Regions from separate parts of the Rattus norvegicus genome. Here region 1 is linked to region 2. A link is a contact called in public Hi-C data. All regions are on one chromosome and are shown on one strand. The core of a region is the stretch at or near the end of the contact, and the rest is flanking DNA. Distances in the headings are between cores, read along the strand shown. Region 1 holds the start of Nat10 (N-acetyltransferase 10). Region 2 overlaps Elf5 (E74 like ETS transcription factor 5).

The links. Hi-C and Micro-C count contacts between places; a contact is called where the count stands out from the background.
Region 1: a Hi-C map of hepatocytes shows a contact between it and region 2, with 1.7 times the contacts expected there. The contact joins the promoter of Nat10 here to the enhancer-like site in region 2. A contact is called at or near these places in 2 of 12 Hi-C or Micro-C datasets (Schwann cells and hepatocytes).

The regions. Positions count from the first base shown.
Region 1 is chr3:110,602,574-110,607,003 of GRCr8, reverse strand. Nat10 (N-acetyltransferase 10) reads left to right here and starts at 2,175. Exons shown (of 29, transcript NM_001399512.1): 1 at 2,175-2,347. Caprin1 (cell cycle associated protein 1) reads left to right here. Exons shown (of 19, transcript NM_001012185.3): 19 at 1-515.
Region 2 is chr3:110,285,442-110,289,627 of GRCr8, reverse strand. It overlaps Elf5 (E74 like ETS transcription factor 5), which reads right to left. Exons shown (of 7, transcript NM_001108956.2): 5 at 1,078-1,140. Among named protein-coding and RNA genes, the nearest start is that of Elf5, 23 kb to the right of the region's middle. Within about 2 kb of position 2,572, at least 13 of the 93 cell types and tissues checked have an H3K27ac peak or open chromatin away from gene starts, as enhancers often do. A contact at or near this core is called in hepatocytes, where this site is marked.

The DNA of each region.
Region 1 (4,430 bases), core at 926-3,425, 320 kb before region 2:
GTACTATACCAGTGAGGTTCTGGTATATCTACTTGTCAGTATTAATTTCCTTAAGTACTATATTTCTTTAGGGAAACAACCTGAAATTTATTAGTACATTTGGGTTTCTCTTGCCAGGCATTATGTTGCCAGTGTTAACTCTTCAGTGGTGACAAAATTACCCAAGACACTAGTGGCCCAGATGTATGTAGTAAGTGGTATGATTCAACAATGCAGTTAATGATAAATACATGATGTAGTTAGTATGATCAGGAAAGACAACATTGAAAGATAATTCAGCTAACATAAGGGTGAGGAATGGCAAACTGGATTAAGAGTCAGAGGCATATGTTCCAGGGACTGATGTTTGGTGCTTTAGCAAGATCTGGCTGGAGAAACTGGAAAAGGCAGTTTTCCATGTTTAGTTTTTGTATCAACATTTGGAAGCTATTGAAGGCTTTAAAATGGTGTATGTATTGTTCGGGGGTGTTGGGATAGTGGGCCATCCAATAAAATTACCATTGAAAAGACCTTCACTGCAGTGTTGAGAAGAAAAGTTTATGGGTCAATGGAATCTAGAATGTACATCATTCTTTGCAGCAAAAAATTGAGTTGTAAGTAGTGTAAATTGAGGTATAAGTTGAAAGGATTTCAGATTCCCTATCACCTGTCACCACTGAGTATCCTGTGCAGGTCCTGTAAGCCTTCATTGATAGGTGGCTTTATTTAATCCAAGTGACCTAATCCAATCTCACCGTTCTGACTATTAGTTCTTTGGCACTTAGGTATCAATCACCAATCACCTCAAATTTAAAACTCACAGTAAAGTATTTGGCCAGTGAAATGGCTCAGCAGGTGTTGTCACTTGAAGTCATCCCTGACAAGAATTTTGACTCTAGGGACAGGTTGAAGAAGAAAAAGGTGTGGAGTTCTATTCCCATACCCATCCTCTCTTAAACACATTTGATATGCTAAACTGGAATAGTATTCTACACCAACTGTTTTCAGTCCAGCTTGATAGGGGCAGTGGGCAGTAAGCTGAAAGCTATCTTGATGTCTTTATATACTTTAGGCCTTAAGTAAAATCACTTCACAGCATGGGCAGCTCAGCCATCAAGCACTGTGGCTACCCTAAATCTGACTATACACTATCTCATCGCAATTGTCCCTGTTTGTACCCTGACATGGTGTCAGATTTTGCAGTGACTAAGGTAATCCTAGCACACAATTTCTGTCCCTAAAATTTCAGTGACATTTTCATTATAACCAAAATCCCATATCTGGGCTACTTATGCAGAATTCCTATTTCTCCACTTATGTCCTCTTCCTATACTGGTTCCTTTTTTTTTTTTTTTAAGTCGAGTATTCTCAATGGCCATTTCTTAAGTTTTGGGTTTTGCTTGTGTCACCACCACCTTATAGGACTTCTCTGCCCACTATAACAAAGTTATTTTATTAGGTATATTTAGAACCTTAGTATTAAATCAAAGGCCATATTGGTGACTCAAAACAATATTGCCTGGCATCATGAAGTTTTAAGTGGATTGAAATTTGGATTGATACTAAAAATTGTTGGTATGTAAGTTTGGAGGAATTCCGTTTTAGATAACAGGACTTGTGATGTCCAAGAATATAGGATAAACCAATTTCACGTGCTTCATTCCAAAAGGAAGGCAGAAATACTTATGGGTATTTCCTGTGGATGTTGGACAAGCCTTGAGACCCAATGTTGGGCTTTTGGAACACTCATAATATGCAGAGCCTGCAAAATATAGCGGCCAGGATGGTGGGTACAAAGTCTACAGATACTCCCAGACAGCCTATGGGATGGAAATTCAAGTAAGATGAATAAAGCAGTTAGTGGCCTAGTTTCATGTTATTAGAAGTTAGGGGGTTGATAAAACAACACCTACACTAGCAACAGCTATTACCTCGTACAACCCTGCTATAGAGGCGCTCAGTAGAAGCTGCAGTAGAAGAGTTCCGGTACAAATAGCTAAGGTCAGCTGCCAGACACCCGGATATCTAAAGGACTACTTCCGTCTGCCAAAGCCAGGTTACCGGCCTCAAATGGCACGCTGCTCCACAGTAGTGGCGGCCCGGAGTTAGTGCGCGGTGCGGCAGGCGCCTGGCGTGTTACGTCATAACTAAGCGTCGAAGCTTTGGAAGGTCCCATAGCAGGAAGGTCCCCTCTTCAGCGCTAGCCCACGTGCTGCCACTTGAGCGGATTCCCGTGCAGCGTCGGCCCCTTGGCGAGCTCAGCTGTGCAGCGTTTTCTCCAGCAAACCTGTCAGCCTGCGTGGCAGCTCGGTGTCCTCACGTGCATTCATTGTGCGACTGCCTGAGGTCCGCCGTGCCGGGGACGCAGGTACTCCTTGGAAAGGGCTGGGTCGGATGTTGGTGTGTGCGTTTGGGGCCATTTACGGGCTCGTAACACTGGCTCGAGGACGGAAGTTTCTGTACGGGCTGATGCCCTGATCTTCGCACTCCTCTTCGCCTGGATTGCCCAACAGATAAAACATTCCTGGTCCCGGATACTCAGACACTCGGGGCTGGCTTCTCGAGCACTTTCCGGTTGCACGGCTCTTTTCCACTCTCCAGCCTCTCTCACTGGGAGAATGGAGAATGGAGAATGGGTGGGTGTCAAAACTACTTTCTGAGAAACTCGGTTCCTCGTAGCAGTGATAGGTTATGTACTAACGCGGCTTAATCCCGGATATTCTGCTCTCAAGTACTGCAGTATGTCTGTTTGTTTGTACTTATCTAGCTGTATCATTCAGGACATTTGACAGTGCACCTCGTGCTGCTGTGTTTACCGGAATGGATACAGCCAAATGAAAATGATTTGTCTGTCTGGTTGTGGTGGCCCATACCTTTAATTCCAGCGCTTGGTAAGCAGAGTCTGGAATATTCGTTGGAGTTCAAGGCCAGCCTGGTCTGCATAGTGAGACTGTTTGAAAAAACTAAGCAAAAAGCAATAAAAAACAGAAAACGATTCATGCTTTCTATTTCCAGCAATTCCTTCCTTATCTATTAGGCAGTAGTAATCTTAGATTATTAGAGTCTTTACTCCTGCCATTAATTGTTCATCTAATTTTGTGTGTAGTTGTATTTCACTTAGTTTTTAAAAGTATTTTTTAGATTTAAAGCTTGTAGTTAGGGACCTTATCTGTTAATTCTGACTCTCCTATAACAAAGCTAGACTCTTTTAACAACTAGATATCCATTCATTTGTGTAGATGTTTATGTGACTGGCAACATAAAACTTACAAACTGAACTGCTTTGGATTTGGGTGGATCAGACTGTAAAGCTGGTTTGTTACATTAATGCCTTGGGATACTCGATTTCTTTGTTCTGCTCTCCTCTTTTAAACAGGAGCTATTTGTTGTGATAGTGTTTTATATTAAGACCTGCTAAAGCCCATGTTTAGGGAAGGGGGTTTTGTTTAGAGTGCAGCAGGTGCTGGGATTTTAAAATCACATAGCCTAACATTCTAATACCATGGGAATGTGATTGATTTTTCTCAATTTTTTTTTTTTTTTGGTGTATTTGTTATGGGTAATTAGATAATGTTTGTGTTTTACTGGATGCTGGAGAAATTGAGTCGGGTCCCCCATAGATAGGCAAATTTTTTACTACTATATACCCAATAATCAGATAGTACTTTCTAAAATCACGGATACAGAGCCATTAGTGTGGCTTCTCACCCAAAGAAACATTGTATCAGAAATATGTTTTTTCTCTCACTTTATAAGTAACATGTGCATTTGAATTTTTATTATGTTTTAATTGTGTATGTGGTGTGTTGTGTGCTGTATACCGTGGCCACGGTGGAGGTCAGAGAAGAACATTGAGGAGTCTGTTCTCCCCACTGGATCCCCCTCCTGGAACTGGGAGATCTGCCTGTATGCACACCACTGCCTGGCAATTCTTATCTTTTGCCATGTGGATTCTGAGGATCAAATTCAGGTCATTGGGCTTAGCAACAAGAACCTTTCCCTGCCGAGCCATTTTACCACACACTGTGAATTTTAAAGAAACCAAACCATAAAAGACAAACATCAAAATAAAATTCACCATATTCAGAAGTTACATTTTTTTCTAGTTCTTTTTTTTTTTTTAAGTTTCACCACCCCCCAGTCCCCCGCCATGTTTTGTATGTGTACAAAATGGGCCAGCAGTGTTACTCAGATGGCAGACTGCTTGCTTGCCTAGCATGCATGAGGCCCTAGGTTTGATTCCCAGCATAGCTTAAAACCTTGTTGTGGTGATATATATTTGTAATTTGAGCAGTTCCCTGTAATCCTAGTACTTAGGAAGTGGAGGCTGGAGGATCAGAAGTTTTAGGCTATAACATCTTGGACTATATAGTGAATTCAAGGCCAGCCTGGGATATATCAGACTCTTAAAATCTCTTGTCTTGCTACTCTTTGGGGCCTATAGAGATATC
Region 2 (4,186 bases), core at 1,323-3,822:
GAGGTGTCCCTTCCCAGGGAAGAGGATACCAAATGGTTGTCCAGTGCCCAATGGCCAGGCCTGAAAACATACATACAAGTAACATTATACAGACTGAACAGGTTATATTTAGGAATATATATATATATATATGCACATATATATATTCCATGGACTTGAAGAAGAATGGGGAGGAATGTATGGAGAGGAAGAAGGAAAGGGAAGGGAGAAATGATGTCATTGTAACCTTAAAAAAATAAAAAGAAATGAGAAATGTGGACAGGCCGTGTGGAGGGAAGGATGTATATGCATATACATTATAGGCATGTATACCTATGTGTATGTAGATAGAGAGGTAACATTAACCTGTGAGAATGTTGCTGGGTGGGACAACTATCACTTGGAGTGCTCTGCATGGAGACTTATCAAGCTGGGACATGTCTGTTTTCTGATAAACTACTAGTAAAATCCCCATGCAGAGACCCAGATTTACCCAACTAGCCCCATGGCTTTTCAGGAGCTCACAGCTTGCTGATGGGTTACGTTAAGATGGCTGCCCTACAGTTCATTTATCATGGGGAGCTGGTATTTTTCTTGTGCCTTTAGGGCATAGATAAGACCCATCTGGGCTATGACTCCCTGGTTTCCTGGATCTGGAAATGCCGGATTCTCTTTCATTGCCGTAGGTGGCAAAGGTGTAATAAGGTACCTGTGTTATACCGTGAGCTGACAATCTAGTGGTTTAATGCATGGTAAGTGGCTAGATTCTGCCCCGGGCAGATCTTGGTGCTGCAAAAGGCTCATAGACCGCTCAATTCCCCACATTCCCTTTATTCTCTCCCCCTGGGTACTTCAATGAGAAGGCCACAGGGTGGATCAGGAAAAATAAAACCCTCCTTCAGTAATAGAACACCGTCAGAACATTTCTTTAATTCTTAAAGTTCTATGTCCAAGTGAAAGTCATGATTTTGATCATATATATGGACACACTTCATGGACACGCTTCCACTGCCTCCCTGGGGAAGGGACTGGTCCCACTCAAACACTTAGTTTCAAAGGTGAACTGCTTCGGGGAAAGGAAGTGGTGTCTAGGCTTACTTGTTCGGGTGTGACAGTCTTGACTCTTGATGCCACTTGTTTTCAAGCAACTGGAATCAGCATCTGAAATAGAAGGACCCGTGGCAGTGGAGGAGCCTCAAGCTGCACTCCAAAGAATGGACGTTAACTGCCAGCCTTTGTGGCAGGAGGCTCTTTAGGGTGGTTAGGAGATGGAGGGGTGGGATGTGCTCAGTCCTGGGACCTGCCGTAAGTGCATACTGGGCTCCTGCTGGAATACAAGAGAGAAGACACAGGCACAGCCCCAGCTCACGTGACCGGGTGAAACCCAGGTGAAACAGACAAATCACCTGTTGCTTCAAACGTGATTAATACATGACACTGTATGGAGAATGAGCTAAGGAAGTGGCTTCTTTCTGAGGGAGGATCTCACAGGAGGAGACAGTTCCATTGTGAACCAGTGAGAAGAGGAAGAGAGGGAGAGGGAGGAGAAGGGAGGGAGAGGAGGAGAGAGGGAGGGGGGCTGGAAAGGTGGAGAAGGAAAAGGGGAAGGAGGAGAAAAGGGGAGGAGGGAGAGGAGGAGGAGGAGAAGGAGGAGGAGGAGAAGCAGCAGCAGCAGCAGCAGCAGCAGCAGCAGCAGCAGCAGCAGCAGCAGCAGCAGCAGCAGCAACAGCAGCAGCAGCAGCAGCAGCAGCAGCAGGGTTTTGGGTGGAGGGGCAGTGACCATGAAGTCCTTTCTATCATAGAGCACCTAGGAAGCTTGCACACCCTGTGGCTGGTGAGGGTGGGAGGAGCTACTGCACCCATGTAAGTTGCAGACAGTGGCAGGCCATGTTTTTGGAGCCTGGGGCGGGGGGTGGTTTGAGAATTTATATTAAAATGAAATCCGAGATTCCCACTCCCTGCCTTCTTTTGAGACAGGCTTTAGATAGCTCACACTGATGCTGAACTCACTGTAGTTTAGGATGACCCTGAACTCTGACCCTGCCTCCCTCCGCGTCTTCACTAAGTGCTGGGAATACAAGCATGTGCTGCCTCTTCTGGTTTATGCTGTGCTGGGGCTGGAACCCAAGGCTTCATTCATGCTACACAAACTGCTTACCGAGATACCTTCCTATCTCAGCAGCCCACGGTTTAGGAAGATCCCTCTTGTGATTGTGCGGAGAGCAGATTGGAAGGGACACAGTGAAAACAGAGATGAGAACTCAGGAATGAAGAGAGAATTAATTTAATATTAAATTGAATCACATATTATTGTGCTTTAATTGATATTCTGAGATACCCACATGCATTGTCTCAACGCATATGAATTATAAAAAGAACTTTAGAACCAGACCTGCCTCACCTTAAATCTTTGTCTATTCTTCCAGCTCTGGGCTCACTTTGCTTCAGTCACATGGGCTCTTGCTCAAGAGGCAGGCACGTTCCACCGTGACGCATTTGCAGCTGCTCTTTGCCCTTTCCTTGACTGTCTGGGTAGTCACAACTTCATCTCACCTTCTAGGGGTGACTTCCTCCCACTATGCAAATTCTAATCACACATACTGCCTTTGGGCCTCTACTCAGGATCTCACATTTACTTCCCTGTCTTTATTGCCTTTGAGTGCCTACGCATTGCGGTCTGTGTCCACTAGAGGGCAGGGTTTGTCTTTACCTATGTATTCCCTCCCAGGCACAAGGCAGATGTTAAATAACTGTTATTCTCTGTCTGCACTACACTCGTCATGCTGACCGTATAGTCTAGGATATGTACTGATGGGACAAAGGGCTGGACATGTGACCTTGGGAGGAAAGGGTGTCCTATCCCTCCCCAAGTGAATGTCTTGTAGTGTCACCAGGATGAAGCCTGTCACATGAAGCGGAGGACCTCACCCAGCCCTCTAGCCTTGTCTCTTTCCACTCCCCTACTTTCCCTCATCCCAGGTTCGTTGGTGTCAGTGGGCTGCGACTTGCCTCTGCCTCAGGACGTTTGCACATTCCTCACTCACCACATCTACTCAGCAGACTCTCACCCCACAGGATCTCTTCAGAAGCCTCCCCTGAGCCCACCTCCTGGGCTAGAGCACCCGTGTCCTGTGCTAGAGCCCCCACCCCATGACTTGAGGTCCAAAATCACCCATGTGTTTCTTGAATCATAGCGTGCTTCTTCTCCCTTTAAAACCCATCTCACCTTTCGCTCACTAAAGCTTATGCTTCTGGAGCCTTTTAGCAAATGCTCAGTGCTTACTAGAAGCCTCATACTCTGCATCATAGTCCTTTAGCAACTGTGGACAATGCTAACATTATTGTCATTTTGTTAGGGAGGAGTTTGAAACCCAGAGAGGCTAAGAATTTTGTACAGGTGTGAAGCTGGACTTGAGTACAGTGTTTCCATCCCGGAGCTGACACTCACCACCAGGTCATGTCCTTCTCGGGGGTGTTTGGTAGGCACCGAGTGAGCACGTAGCTCAAATGGTCTGAACAGTGGTCACTGGCTCATTGTGCCGTGTGTCTATCCCTATCTCTAGACTTCCCCATTGTGTCACTGGATCTTTGGGGGTGGGGAGGTGGGAAGCAAGCGGAGCCATGAGAACAAACAAAGGTGAGTTGCTGACCATGAGCAGATAAGAAGTCTTCACTGGACTACAAGGAGAGCCAGGGGAGGGGCAAGCTTTTCCTTTCCGTGGTCCCTTGAGCTCCACATGGAGTTGACTTGGTGTGATGGGGGCGGGGCACAGAGCAGAGGGATTACACAAGAGACATAAAGATTGTCCATCTGGTCAGGTTACTCTGTTCCTACTGTTCCAGGTCAGGTGACTTAGAAGTCCCTCATGGGTTGAGAAGGTTCCAAATCTCTCTCTCTCTCTCTCTCTCTCTCTCTCTCTCTCTCTCTCTCTCTCTCTCCCTCTCCCTCTCCCTCTCCCTCTCCCTCTCCCTCTCCCTCTCCCTCTCCCTCTCCCTCTCTCTCTTTAATCTAATGGTTGAGGTAGAGGCTAGGCAGAGGAGATGAAGTCATTACTGCCTATCTCCAGGTAGGTGCCTGATCAAACCCTTCACTAAGATGAGCTGTTGGGTCATTGCAGTACCCTGAAGGAGCTCTGCACGTCTGCAGACACCAGCCTCATAACAACCATACCCAAGTAGCTGGGGTACCTGGTGTGGCGTGAGGGGA